Linked DNA regions of Mus musculus: regions 2 and 3 are each linked to region 1. The links are chromatin contacts, called in public HiChIP or PLAC-seq and promoter capture Hi-C maps. All regions are on one chromosome and are shown on one strand. Each heading gives the region's core, a stretch centred on a gene start, on an enhancer-like site or on the middle of the called end of the contact. The rest is flanking DNA. Distances are from core to core; before and after follow the strand shown. Region 1 holds the start of Thrb (thyroid hormone receptor beta). Region 2 holds the start of Rarb (retinoic acid receptor, beta). Region 3 holds the start of Ube2e2 (ubiquitin-conjugating enzyme E2E 2).

Evidence for each region. Promoter capture Hi-C pulls out the DNA fragments that hold promoters and counts their contacts. HiChIP or PLAC-seq counts read pairs in DNA pulled down with a chosen protein or histone mark.
Region 2: a promoter capture Hi-C map of hippocampal neurons shows a contact between it and region 1, with 4 times the contacts expected there. The contact joins the promoter of Rarb here to the promoter of Thrb in region 1. A contact is called at or near these places in 2 of 39 promoter capture datasets (cranial neural crest and hippocampal neurons) and 3 of 115 datasets of contacts at active chromatin or transcription factors (astrocytes, large pre-B cells and stem cell-derived neural progenitor cells).
Region 3: a contact with region 1 is called in an H3K4me3 HiChIP or PLAC-seq map of stem cell-derived neural progenitor cells, with 11 times the contacts expected there. The contact joins the promoter of Ube2e2 here to the promoter of Thrb in region 1. A contact is called at or near these places in 1 of 39 promoter capture datasets (embryonic stem cells), 2 of 115 datasets of contacts at active chromatin or transcription factors (astrocytes and stem cell-derived neural progenitor cells) and 2 of 9 other capture datasets (adipose tissue and liver).

What each region holds. Positions count from the first base shown.
Region 1 is chr14:17,658,855-17,662,737 of GRCm38.p6, reverse strand. It overlaps Thrb (thyroid hormone receptor beta), which reads right to left and starts at 1,778. Exons shown (of 10, transcript NM_001113417.1): 1 at 1,714-1,778. It overlaps LOC115488350 (serine/arginine repetitive matrix protein 1-like), which reads left to right and starts at 1,160. Exons shown (of 3, transcript XM_030248233.1): 1 at 1,160-1,506; 2 at 1,574-2,474; 3 at 2,807-2,822. The coding sequence starts at 1,160. The coding sequence ends at 2,450.
Region 2 is chr14:16,573,161-16,577,201 of GRCm38.p6, reverse strand. Rarb (retinoic acid receptor, beta) reads left to right here and starts at 1,726. Exons shown (of 8, transcript NM_011243.2): 1 at 1,726-2,344. The coding sequence starts at 2,188.
Region 3 is chr14:18,891,156-18,895,516 of GRCm38.p6, reverse strand. It overlaps Ube2e2 (ubiquitin-conjugating enzyme E2E 2), which reads left to right and starts at 1,746. Exons shown (of 6, transcript NM_144839.2): 1 at 1,746-1,932.

The sequences.
Region 1 (3,883 bases), core at 529-3,028:
GTTGCAGCTTGTTTCTTTTTAATACAAAATTTACCACAAAGAAGCTGGAAGGGGAGAAGTCAAATATTTATCCCCCTTCTAGTGCCAGTTACTTTATATAGCAATACCTCAATGCCAATGAGATTAAGCTTTTGCATTGTAATGCCAACAAGAACAGTTTCATTAAAAATTAGCAATTCTGAAGCAGTTCAGTACCATTTACCTTTACTCACAAAGTGAAGCAGATTTTTCTTTTCCAGTATATAATAAACAATTGGAATTTATTTAAAATATAGGATCCTAATAGTATCTATTTAACATGGGAAAGCAATAAGTTATTCTTCACTAATTTCTTCACATAAAATGGCTCAAGCAAATGCACTTTTTACTTAATATCTCTCCGGGTCAATTGAAGCACGGCCAATCAGCATGAAAACACTCTAAAATCTGCCCCTGTCCAAAATACTTCCCACGAAACACCTTTTCATTAATGGTACCAAGTTCATGACTTCTTTCAGAACGGGAAATAACAAGCTGAAGTGAATTAGGGAGATCAGTCATCCAGAATATTCAGAATGAATCACAGAACGTTTCTTTACCAAAAAGAAAATTTTATTCCTTTGCAACACAGTGAGGATATTTCATTACAGTATCATCAAACATGCTAAACCAGAGATAAATCATATAAAGAAACTCCCCAACGGGTCTACACTACTTAATACGGTCATCGTTAACTAAATTGCTTGCTGTGTTCTCCTTTTCATGCATTGAACAAAGAATGTTCAGTTTTAAACAGGTCTTTAAAAACTGATCACTAGTATCTAGGATCAACCACACTTGAAGAGGAGGAATTTATGCAATGTTATTTTCTGATTCGACAGTCTTTGAGTTCTTCATGTGTGTGCAAAGGGCAGAATGGGATAGCGAACCTGCCTGCCCAGGTATTCTTTTCTTTATTTGACTCACTATAGAAATGCTTAATAGACCCTTTAAAAACTTCCCATTTGGGGCAAATTATACAGTTAGCCTTTAATTAAAAACAAACAAACAAACAAACAAAAAACCAAAAACAACCCACGTATGCACACTCCGCCCCCTCCCTCTTAAAAACAAACCAGAAGGCTTTAAGAATTAGCTCCAATAATAATCCCACTGCAGTCACGGGAAATCTTCCTCCAAAATGACAACTAACCCTAACAATAGAAACCCTCCAAAGACGTCTTTCCCGGTCTTAGGGAGCACAGCTGACACCACCCGGATCGTCACAAACATGCAGAACCCAAAAGAAGCAAAGGAAAAGAGCGATTCTGGAGGGAGGGAGCCTGCGGAGCGGATGAGAGGCAGACTGGCACTGAGCAGCAGCTTATTCAGGACCTTTCTCCTTTCCAAAGCCTGGAGTTCCTGTGCAGGAGCCAAAAAGATGGGACACGAGACCCACAGTCCCTTTAAATCGCCCACCCCCGCGCCTGTCAGCCTCTTCCGAACCCCCATGCCCTACAACTTCCTCCTCATGGAAACTTCCACTGGGTTCGGAGCCCAGGACGTCAAACTCCATTTCACAAGGAGCTTGTCCCTAGTTGGGTTCTGGCTTCAGGTCCCTGCACCGGGTGCCCGAGCCCGAGAGGAGCCGGTCTCAGAGGCCAGCTTCAAGGACAGAGCGCGTCGCTGGCCACCCGCGCCCGGCCCGCAAGACCTGTAGACCTCCCCCCACGCCCGCCCACCCTGCCAAGTTACCAGAGCGCTGGAGCCTGGAGGTGGCGCCCCAAGGCGGCGTGCTGGCGAGCTGCGGCCGAGCAGCCGGTGGCCTCAGCTCTGGTGCTCGTATTAGCCATGCAAAGTTAATCCCGCCGCGTCACGCCGGCCGGCCGCCCGCCCAAGGCTGCGCCGTGCTCGGCCGAGCCGCAGTCTCCTCCCCGCTCCGCCCCCTCCGCCACGGGGTCCAGTACTGCGCGGGCTCCCGAGCGAGCCCTATTCCCTTGACCTGTCAACTCTCCTCCGGCGCCGACGCTGAGGGGCGCAGCGTGGGTCCCAGGACACCGGCGACCTCTCTGCCGCGACCTGCGCGGGCGGCGAGGTGCAGGGCCGGAGTCTCCGACTCCGGAGGACCCAGCGCGGTAGCCTTACTAGGGACTAGGGTGTCAGCTCCTCCGCCGCTGGCGAACCGCCGACCGTTCTTCCCCTCTGGTCCTCTAGCCTGTTCGATTCTCCCAGCAGCTGCGGCAGGCTCAGGCCACCCTGGCTCCGCCAGAGTATCAGAGACGAAATGGCTTCCGGGCTGTGCTCCCTGCCACTGCCCGAGCAACCCTCCACTCGAGTGCCCTGCGCACCTGCCGCTTATGTGCAAATGTCCCCCGCTACGACTCTGCGGTAACGGCGCCTTGTGCGCCACCCTCCCCCGGGGTCACGTAGCTGCGGGTCTGGTGGACACGCGTCCACCCACCCAACTGCAGGAGCGTGGAGGATCCATTTGAGCCATCATTCTTTTAGTTGAAGAGGTAGGAGTGTGACAGGGGGTGGGGTAGGGTATGAATGACAGGAGATAGAGGGGATCTCCAGGGGCACAACCCTCCTGAGTCGCCCGACAGGCGCGGCAGGTGTCACCGCGCTCCTCCTTCCGCCCCCAAACCACTTGTGGTGCGCTTGGAAACACGGGGCGCTCAGATCCTCCTGTGGCTCTGGACGCTCTGCTCCCCCACACCAATGGGCAATGCCTTGCTTGCCCTAAATGAGAAGTGCCCCCCCCCCCCAACACCTCACTGAGTGTGTTCCGGGTTGGTTCTACAAGTAGGGTTTAAAGGGACACCTCGTTATTTCGCCTCTGTCCTAGAAATATAAGTACAAAACCAGAAGACAAAAATAATCTCCACCCTGGAAGGGTTCTGCACTTGCAAGCATAGCGCTGAAATGTCCATACCTCAAGTTCCGAAGGTCAGGTTGGGAGAAAACAGCGGGCGACAGTGTGCTGTTCCAGATGACCCAGGCAGTCTTCCAGCTACGCCTTGGAGGTAGGTTTTATTGGAAAAACGCAGAGTGCTCAGAGAACTCGCAGCCAATGGGAAGTTAACAATTGCGACAAAACTACTTTGATTAAGGACCGAATACAATTATGTTCTTATGAACACTGTTAAAAAAAAATACCTTGAAAAATCTTTCTTCAACATACTCTTGTAACACGGTATAAAAGGGAATGATGTCTAGATCATTTTAAAGAGTTGTCTAGATTTCCCCACGGGTGATAAGGCCCCCCCGGGGGTGTTATTTGGGCAGTCCACAGGAAAGGAAAAAGAAGAAAGGCCAACACACCTCCTGTCACAGCATTAACAACTGTGGCGAGTCAGAAGCAGGACTCAGGAGAGAAAGCAGCTGCTAGAACGTTGCCTTTCCCCGCGGCCAGCACAGACTCGGCTGCCCTTTGAATTCTTTGTAAGAAATCCGTGTTTTATTCCTCACCCGGAATGAAGCTTCACTAAGAACTTGCCGGCTCTAGAGTGAAGGTTGTTTTGCAGGCGAGTTCCTGGGCTTTGCTCCAAAGCTGCCTTGGGAGGTTTTGGTTGGTTTGGAGGAAAGCTGCAGCTTCTCCTACCCAGTTCCTAACCAGACAGCCCCCTGGTGGCTGCAAGGAAAAGCCTGGCTTGGCCCAGGTCGGGGGGGGGGGGGGGGGGGGGGGAGACTTGTGAACAGCTCTGTAATAAGTTAGAAAGGGGAATTCAAGAGGCCCCTGGGAAACCCGGAATCCCTGGACGTTATACTTCTAGTATAATTCTGAGCTATGTTTTTTCTTAAATTCTTTCTGAAGAAAACCACATACTAAAAATGAACTATAACAACAACATCAAAAGATTACTTTTCTTTGTTCAGATGGTTTTGTCTGATTTCATTTTGCTTGGAAAGTTATGAAATGAGA
Region 2 (4,041 bases), core at 477-2,976, 1.1 Mb after region 1:
CCAGCTTGGCAGAGAAGGAAGCAGAGTCTGGCTCTGCCCGGCATCTTCTTTCCAATGGAGAAGTTGGAAGCTAGCTGCAGGTGGCTTCCCTTTTTGAAAGTGCTGGCTGTTTGGCTGCATCTATATTAATTGCCTCTGGGTTTTTGAGAACAACTAAAAAAAATTCTGCTCCTTCCCCTAGGCTGAGTCAGTGTAACCAGTTAAAAAAAGAAAAGAGAAATCCTCTTGTCTGAAGATTAGGTTTTTTATTTGTATTTTTTTAAAACAGGTATAATTGGACAGGGGTGGTCTGAGCCAAGTCTAGCTTTCAGAATTATAAAACCCTCATACTTGCCCAGTATGAGGAGTATTTTCAAACTCCACGTTATGTGTGGGGACCTGTGCCTGACGAAGTGGCCACCAACACTCTGTGCATAGACTGAGGATTGGCGTGGGTTCAGACAGGGCACAAGTCTACTAACTGCTGAACACTGTAGCCTCAGGAAGGTCTGGGTATCCTTGGCAAAAGTCCCACAGCTAGAAACAGGAGGCTGAGACACTGCTAATATTCCTTTTGTGTGTTTATTGAGAAGTGACAGGTAGTTATTTACGTTCTATGGATGGTATACAGATGAGAAAACTGGGTCCTAGAGAAAATCAGTATTTTCCTAGACACACAGATGGCCAGTGACAGAGTTACTGTTTTCACCAACCAGCAAACCAGAATCTAAAATTCTTTCTCTGTCTCTCTCTCTCTGTCTCTATATCTCTCTCTGTCTCTCTCTGTCTCTATATCTCTCTCTGTCTCTCTCTGTCTCTATATCTCTCTCTGTCTCTCTCTGTCTCTATATCTCTCTCTGTCTGTCTGTCTCTCTCTCTCTCTCTCTCTCTCTCTCTCACACACACACACACACACACACACACACACACACCTCAGTCTCTGTGTTTTGCCTTTCACTTTCTGTGTTTGTGAGAGTGCGATTGGCAATGGGGGGTGGGGGGTGGGGGGTGGGGGGAGGGAGGTGGTGGATAGAAAGAAGAGAAAGGTGAGATTAGGAACAGAGTTTGGTGCAACTAATCTGTGACTGCTCCAGGTGTTTCTGCCTGCAGGGTTTTTAAAGTCTAAGTAGATCCCAGAAGGGACTTTTCTCTCCCCTCCGGAGCTAGGACAATCCCTTCAGCGAGCTCAGCTAAAGCCTGAAAGAGTGAGAAAAAGGGAGGAAATAATAATAATAATAATAATAATAATAATATGAAGAAGGAATAAAAAGACGGCAGGCTTAATGGAAAGTTTCCCGGCCCCAGAGGCTTCCCTCTGCGAGCGGTGGCGGGGCTCCTGATGGGCAGTTCGGGGCTTGCGGAGTGCTTTTACGGGAGTGGAAAGATACCTAAGTTGCAAGGGCTTGGCCAGGAACAGGAGAGCAGAGAGGAATTTCAGAGGCGAGCTGAGGGCGAGGGTCTCCCTGCCAGGGCCGGCCGATGAAAAGGCGCAAACCGCAGCCGCACTCCCGCTCCTCCCTGCGCTCCTGGCATTGTTTGCACGCTGAGCCGTGGGGAGCACCGCGCGGCTGGCCGCGGACTCGCTGGCTGAAGGCTCTTGCAGGGCTGCTGGGAGTTTTTAAGCGCTGTGAGAATCCTGGGAGTTGGTGATGTCAGACTGGTTGGGTCATTTGAAGGTTAGCAGCCCGGGAAGGGTTCACCGAAAGTTCACTCGCATATATTAGGCAATTCAATCTTTCATTCCGTGTGACAGAAGTGGTAGGAAGTGAGCTGCTCCGAGGCAGGAGGGTCTATTCTTTGCCAAAGGGGGGGACCAGAGTTCCCGTGCGCCGCGGCCACAAGACTGGGATGCAGAGGACGCGAGCCACCCGGGCAGGGAGCGTCTGGGCACCGGCGGGGTAGGACCCGCGCGCTCCCGGAGGCCTGCGCGGGCGTCGCCTGGAAGGGAGAACTTGGGATCGGTGCGGGAACCCCCGCCCTGGCTGGATCGGCCGAGCGAGCCTGGAAAATGGTAAATGATCATTTGGATCAATTACAGGCTTTTAGCTGGCTTGTCTGTCATAATTCATGATTCGGGGCTGGGAAAAAGACCAACAGCCTACGTGCCAAAAAAGGGGCAGAGTTTGATGGAGTTCGTGGACTTTTCTGTGCGGCTCGCCTCCACACCTAGAGGATAAGCACTTTTGCAGAGCGCGGTGCGGAGAGATCATGTTTGACTGTATGGATGTTCTGTCAGTGAGTCCCGGGCAGATCCTGGATTTCTACACCGCGAGCCCTTCCTCCTGCATGCTGCAGGAAAAGGCTCTCAAAGCCTGCCTCAGTGGATTCACCCAGGCCGAATGGCAGCACCGGCATACTGCTCAATGTAGGTTTATTATTTTTTTTCCTTTCTTTTACCAAGGAAAAATAAATGTCTCTCTTGCATGCAATAAAGACACTGGAATAAAGTGCAGTGGTGGCAAGACAAAGGGTTTAATGATTTAATGCTGAAGGGGTGTGATAGGCTGCCATGCATATGGATTCCCTCTGCTGAAATTCCCTTGGAGAGGTTTCTTGAAACGCTCCTGCGCCCCTGTTCTCCCTTACCACCCTATTCTTTCTTGAAGATAGGTGTTTTTTGTTTGTTTGTTTGTTTGTTTTTAAATAAGTACGAAAGGAAGGGGAAAAATAGAAGGTGACCACGGACTTTGAACATTCTTCAAGTAGTGCAATCTGATATTCCATGCAATTTGTGTAACGGGTAGAGAGGGGACTTAACTTTGCTGGGATTAGCCACGAGCTCAGTAACACTTCCCCCTTATGTATTTCAACAGTGCAAAGTAATTAAAATATGACATGGTCTCTTCAAGGAATGCAACCGTGTAAAGGCGGTTAATCAGAGTTCATAATGTACCGGGCAGGATGGTGCAAGATGCTGCCTCCCTCGTTCCCTTCACCGAGAAAAGGCAATATGTCTTAGCTGTGACCCCACTGCCATCTCTCCGAGTTACTTTGTTGGTCTAAGAAGTTTCTGTTTTGCTAGGTTACTCCTGGTCACCAACACCCCTCGGGCTGGCCATTCATTATTTCCATACCTTACAATTCAGTCAGGAGCCTGGACTTCAGTTAAAGGAAAAGAAATCTAAATGGGGTAGCCTCGTTTTCAAAAACAATATTGACTGTTTGGTTATCTGATGCTGACATGGTGCTTCAGCTTCATCAGTCAACAGTAGCTCAGCTGCAGGCCTGAGAAATGACCAGGAGTCCTGGGAAATCTTACATAGAGCTGATGGTAGTGGGAGCCTGCAGGATGCTTCGCCACCCTGACAGTGATTTAGATAAATGGCTCATCTATCTATCAAAATGTTTTTAGTACTTGATTTGACAATTCATTGGAGCATTAGCCTGAAAATGACATTTTAAATCCTTGTTTACAAAGCGGTCAAAGTTTAACTGGGAGAAATTGAGTTTTCCTAACAACAAGGTGACTTGTCTAAAGAGAGAGGCAAAAGGCAAAATAGAGGAGGGGCAGGGGCAGCATGTCAGCTGACTCTCTGAAACTTTTTCTTAGGAAAAAGGACAGTAAGAAAAAAAAAAAAAGACTTACTTCTTGGGCCAGCAAATCAACAGGTTTGGAGTTGGAAAACCATTAACCATTTATTTGATGCCAAAGGCCTTGCCATCCAACTTAGTATTCACAGAGCCCCATGTAGGCACACAGAGTATCGATCGCTCCAGGAAATGCCTTAATAGTCATCGGCTCCCCAAATACCCTCTCCTCTTTGCTACTCATTTTCTTTTTGGAGAAGGCAAAAAACTTTAGCATTAGAAAATATTTTCCAGTCACTAGCATGCCCTCAAGCCCTCCTTTCCATAGCAATTAAACTGATGCCAACGTTCTAGTTGAGATTCTAGGGACTGGGCACGAGGAAACTTTGACTTCTTAGAGAGGATTGTCCTGAAACATTTTTAGTAGAAGGGAAGACCTGTCTTGGAAAGAGATTCTGTGGAGAGGAGTTACTTATAGAAATTCTCCCTTTTGCAATTACCCTGCTTAACTTACCTATTAGGTTTCAAGAGTGG
Region 3 (4,361 bases), core at 497-2,996, 1.2 Mb before region 1:
AGCCCCACTGCCAGTGACAGAACAACAAAACGACTCAACAGTGGCTGGGGCAGAAGGGTGTTTTCTTATGAAACATTCATTGTAAGCCAACAGCACACACACAGAAGCATAGGCTACCAGAGGCAGGATGTAGAGTTCAGTGGCAGAACTTCTGTGCCTGCTTAGCCTGTTGAAGCCCTGGGTCAAATCCCAGCATCAAAACAAAACAATTTTTAAAGGGTTTCAAAACACAGTCAAGGCTCTGCTACTTCTGTATTCTTGAAACATAATCAGAAGAATGGGAATAGGCAAAGAGTTCATGAGGTTAAGACTGTCTATGAAATACTGTATTTGATCATATTCTAAATATGATGCATTTCTACTAATACACTGTACTATGTCGGAAATACACACACCATGAGACAGATTTAAGTGGCCACACAAACCAGAAAACCAGGTTTCACTCATTTCTAACTCTTCCTCTCATACATTCTTGAGCTGACATTCGTAAGGACAAAGGTGCTGTCATTTTTTTTTTCTCAGTAGTCAGTTCCAGGCTAGACATTACTAGCTGCTTTGGGCAGTTTTCAGTGATGTAATTGGTTAAAAGCCAGTTCTTGAATGTATCTCGTGGAAGCATTTTCTGTTCCAGATACAGGTTATGAGTCTTGTATTGCTCTAGTCTCTGGGGTCTTTTTGCACTAGTTGTTTAGGCTGCTTGATTGACTCAGAACTTCACATTCCCATGGTGGCCTATGGCATCTGGTAGGTTGGGTTTCCCATGGTTTCCTATGTATTGGCTAGCACTGTTCAAGTGATTTGGACCATACTTGAAATGGAGGTCTGTCTTTAGCCCTCTCTGCTGAGCAGGACTAGTGCATGGGCTCAGCCACTCCCAAGAATCCTCACAGAAGTTAAGAGTAGTCCTAGATCTCAGCGGTTATGATAGGCTGGAGGTGTTGTGTGTGTGTGTGTGTGGGTGGTGGTGGTGGTGGTGGTGGTGGTGGTGGTGGTGGTGGTGGTGGTGGTGGTGAAGTGAGTTCATGGGCGCTGAGTTAACAAAGCATGTGCAGGTTTTTGTTTTGTTTTGTTTTGTTTTGTTTTAAGTAGCTATTTTGGGCTACAATGACAGGGCAACCTTATATTCCTCAGGCCACCCACAGCATGGCTACTATCCCACCTGTGTCTTTCAGGCACAGTGGCAGCCTCCCACTTGCTCTGATAGTGCTGCCCCCTTCGTCCCGCCCCGCCCTCCCCAGCCTCCCAGAGTGACAGCTAGCAGCCCTGGACAGGACTAGGCACCGCAGGACCTTCCCTGCAGCAGTTAAGGGGTAAAATGTGGCTTCACCCGGGCCCACGCGAAGTTTTCCAACAGCGGTGCAGGTGGGTCCTGCGCGAGCACGAGCTGGTGGTGCAGGTGTGTGTGTGTGTGTGTGTGTGTGTGTGTGTGTGTGTGTGTTCTCCCTACCCCTCATCCCAGTCCGCCGCACTGCACCTTATTGAAGCGCAACCCCACCCCTTAGCCCGCGTGTCCCTTTAATTCGTGCGCTCCTCAAGGTCCTCTCGTCCCTCCCTTCCCGCCGCCGTTGAGCCTCGATTTCCCTCCTCCCTTTCCCTTCGCCCTAACCCGCCTTTGCTCCGGCCCGCCCAGCCCAGGACTCAGCTGTCACTTTACTTTTGCGCGCGCACCTCACAGGTCCTCGAGCGGGCACGCGCCGGCGGGGGCGGGGCTAAATCGCGTCGCGGGCTCGCGGGCGCGACACCGCGAGGCCGACGTGGGGCTCGCGCTGTCGCGGGCTCTCAGGGCAGGCAGGGCGAGCGCGCGCTTGGGAGGGGGCGCGCGCGGACGGCGGGCGGCGGCGGCGGTGGCGGCGGCGGCGGCTCGCGGAGGCGGCGGTTTCACTCCCGGACTCGGCGTCGGAGCCGCGGCTGGAGCGCGGGCGACGCCGCGAGGTGAGTAGGTGAGGGCGGGCGGGCGTGGCCGCGGCCAGAGCCGCGGCGTGGGGCGCGCGGGGACCCCACGCGGCGAGGGCCAGCCCGGCGAGATCCCCGCCCCCGCCGCGGCCTCGGCTCGGGTGCGCGCCCGCGGCCCCGCAGGCCTCCCTGACCCTGCGCGTGTCCGCTGGGGCCCGCGCGCCCCTCCCCCGTCCCGCAGAGTGTGGCCGTCCTTCGCCCACGAGGACCTCTCCCCTCCCCTCCCGAGCCCACCGCAGCCAGGAACTAAGTCTCCGCAAAGTCCAGGATGGATGTCGCGGCGCAAAGTGCCCGGCTGTCCGGAGCTCTTCCCAAATTGCATAATTGCTACAGGAGGTGAGGGTGAGGGAGTACCCGCTGGGTGTGTGCGTGATGCCCCGGGGTGTGGGTTGTCACACTGGTCTTTTGTAATGCCCGATGCTTGGCACAGTTTGGCTCCGAAGCCAGTTTTCCTCTGGCTTCTCTGCAGCACCCACTGGCCTGATTGGAAACTGGATTACCCTTGTCCTCCCACCCCCACCCACCCCCTCTTCGCTACTAATGTTTTGATCCATTTGCCCTTTTCCAATTCTAATGAACATAAAGCCTGGCTTCTTGTGTCTCTTTTTCCACAACTAACCAGAAATGCCCCATCCATCTTCCCTAAAGGAAATTAAGGCCGCATTAGAGAGACATCATCACCCTGGGCTTGGTGGCAGCTCTTGGACTTATTTGCTGATTTGCAAGATTCTTATCCTCTAACCTTGTATTTTGTAATTTTGAGGGTCTACTTGAGTATTTCCATTTTAAAGTACAAAAGAATGTGCTAGGACTTACCTCTGATTACCTTACTGTTTTTAAGATTTTTTTAAAGCTCATCTTAGTTTTAAATCCTTGGATTTTGAAAAGCATGCTCTAGAAATGCAATCTTGGGAATCTAAATATTTGTCTTTCTTCAGGCAGTCAGGATGCTCCTGGGCGCTTGGCAGTCTTGTTTGTGGGTGATGGTGAAGATGGAGTGTTTTCATATGTCATACCTTGAGCTCTTTCCTCTAGGGCACAGCACTTCCCTCAATCAGGTGCTCCACTTTTATTTTCCAAATAAATATCTTTTCAGACACTTGGGAAGCTGGATAGCGCTACAGGTTTGGCGTATAATATAAAGTATTTTATGTTTTGGAAAAGTTCAGAAATCACAAGTAGAAAAACTGGTATGCCAATGCAAGTTCACATTTTCCTGTTGCAGCTGCACAAATGAATACTTGCTTTTCTAAGTTTTTAAAAATCATGACATTTGATGATTTGAATAGTAATGTGGACTTGAGTACTGTTGGTTTCATCGGTGGGATTTGTTTAGATCCGTAAGTTTTTCTGAAACACGCTAATTTCACTCACTATGTGCTGGGAATTTCCAGAGCCTGATGACATCACAGAGCACATAGTCAATAAAGCTCAAAAAGAATGAGTGTGTTTAAATACCTAAATGTAATATGTTTATATTTAGTTAGAAACTAAGGGTTACTTGAATCTGAAGTAAAAATATCACTTTAGGTGTCTTAAGATCTTTGAAACTGTCATTGGAGGATGTATTTGTGTTTAGATCCCTGGAATTTAGCTTCCTTCTAGGTTAGGGAATTAGCTCTTTAGGAATTAATTTTAAAATGCCAGAGAAGTTAATATGTAGAAGTTTTAATTCAGGGACCTACTCATTTTTACTTTAGAGAGACAAGGCACCAATTTTATACATAGTTCATTTGAGTGACCTGCAGAGGATTTCCTCTCATAAGAGTTAATTGTGCCAGAGTACACAATCATGTTGTCCCCTTTTTTCTGTAATCAAGGATTCAGAAAACACTCAGCAGAAAGTCTCTTAAGTCTTGACATTTGAATAGGAGATACAGAGCCTTTGTCTAAATGGTTTTATAATGCTTATCAGTGTTCTCAGGAGGATTTGTCATTTGTACGTAAAGATTTGGATCGGATAAGGTATCTTAGATCAAAAATAGAAATAATTTTTTAAACTGTAAAACTAGAGAAATTATGCTTCTGTTTAGCCATTTAATTGCTTTCTGGGGAAGTGTTCTGGTTGAGCCCAGGCCTTCACATATACGCTTGGCAAGGGCTCTAGAACTGAGCCATACCCCCAGACCTTTAATAGTAGTTTAGTAGTTTAATCTTCTGGTATTCTGAAGTAGTTGAGGAAATTTCAGTTTCAGATTATGGCCCATTACATCATTGCATAGTCTATTCAGTATTATATAGTTTACACATTACTAGGTGTGCACAAAAGAGTATTGAAATGTGTGCACTTCATGACTGATGCAGCACACAGCAGTCACAGCTGTGCTTGCAGTGTAAGGCAACTACTTTTCTAGAGTTCTTGTGTTTGCCATGTGATGGATTGCCTCAGGTTTAGGATACATAGAACA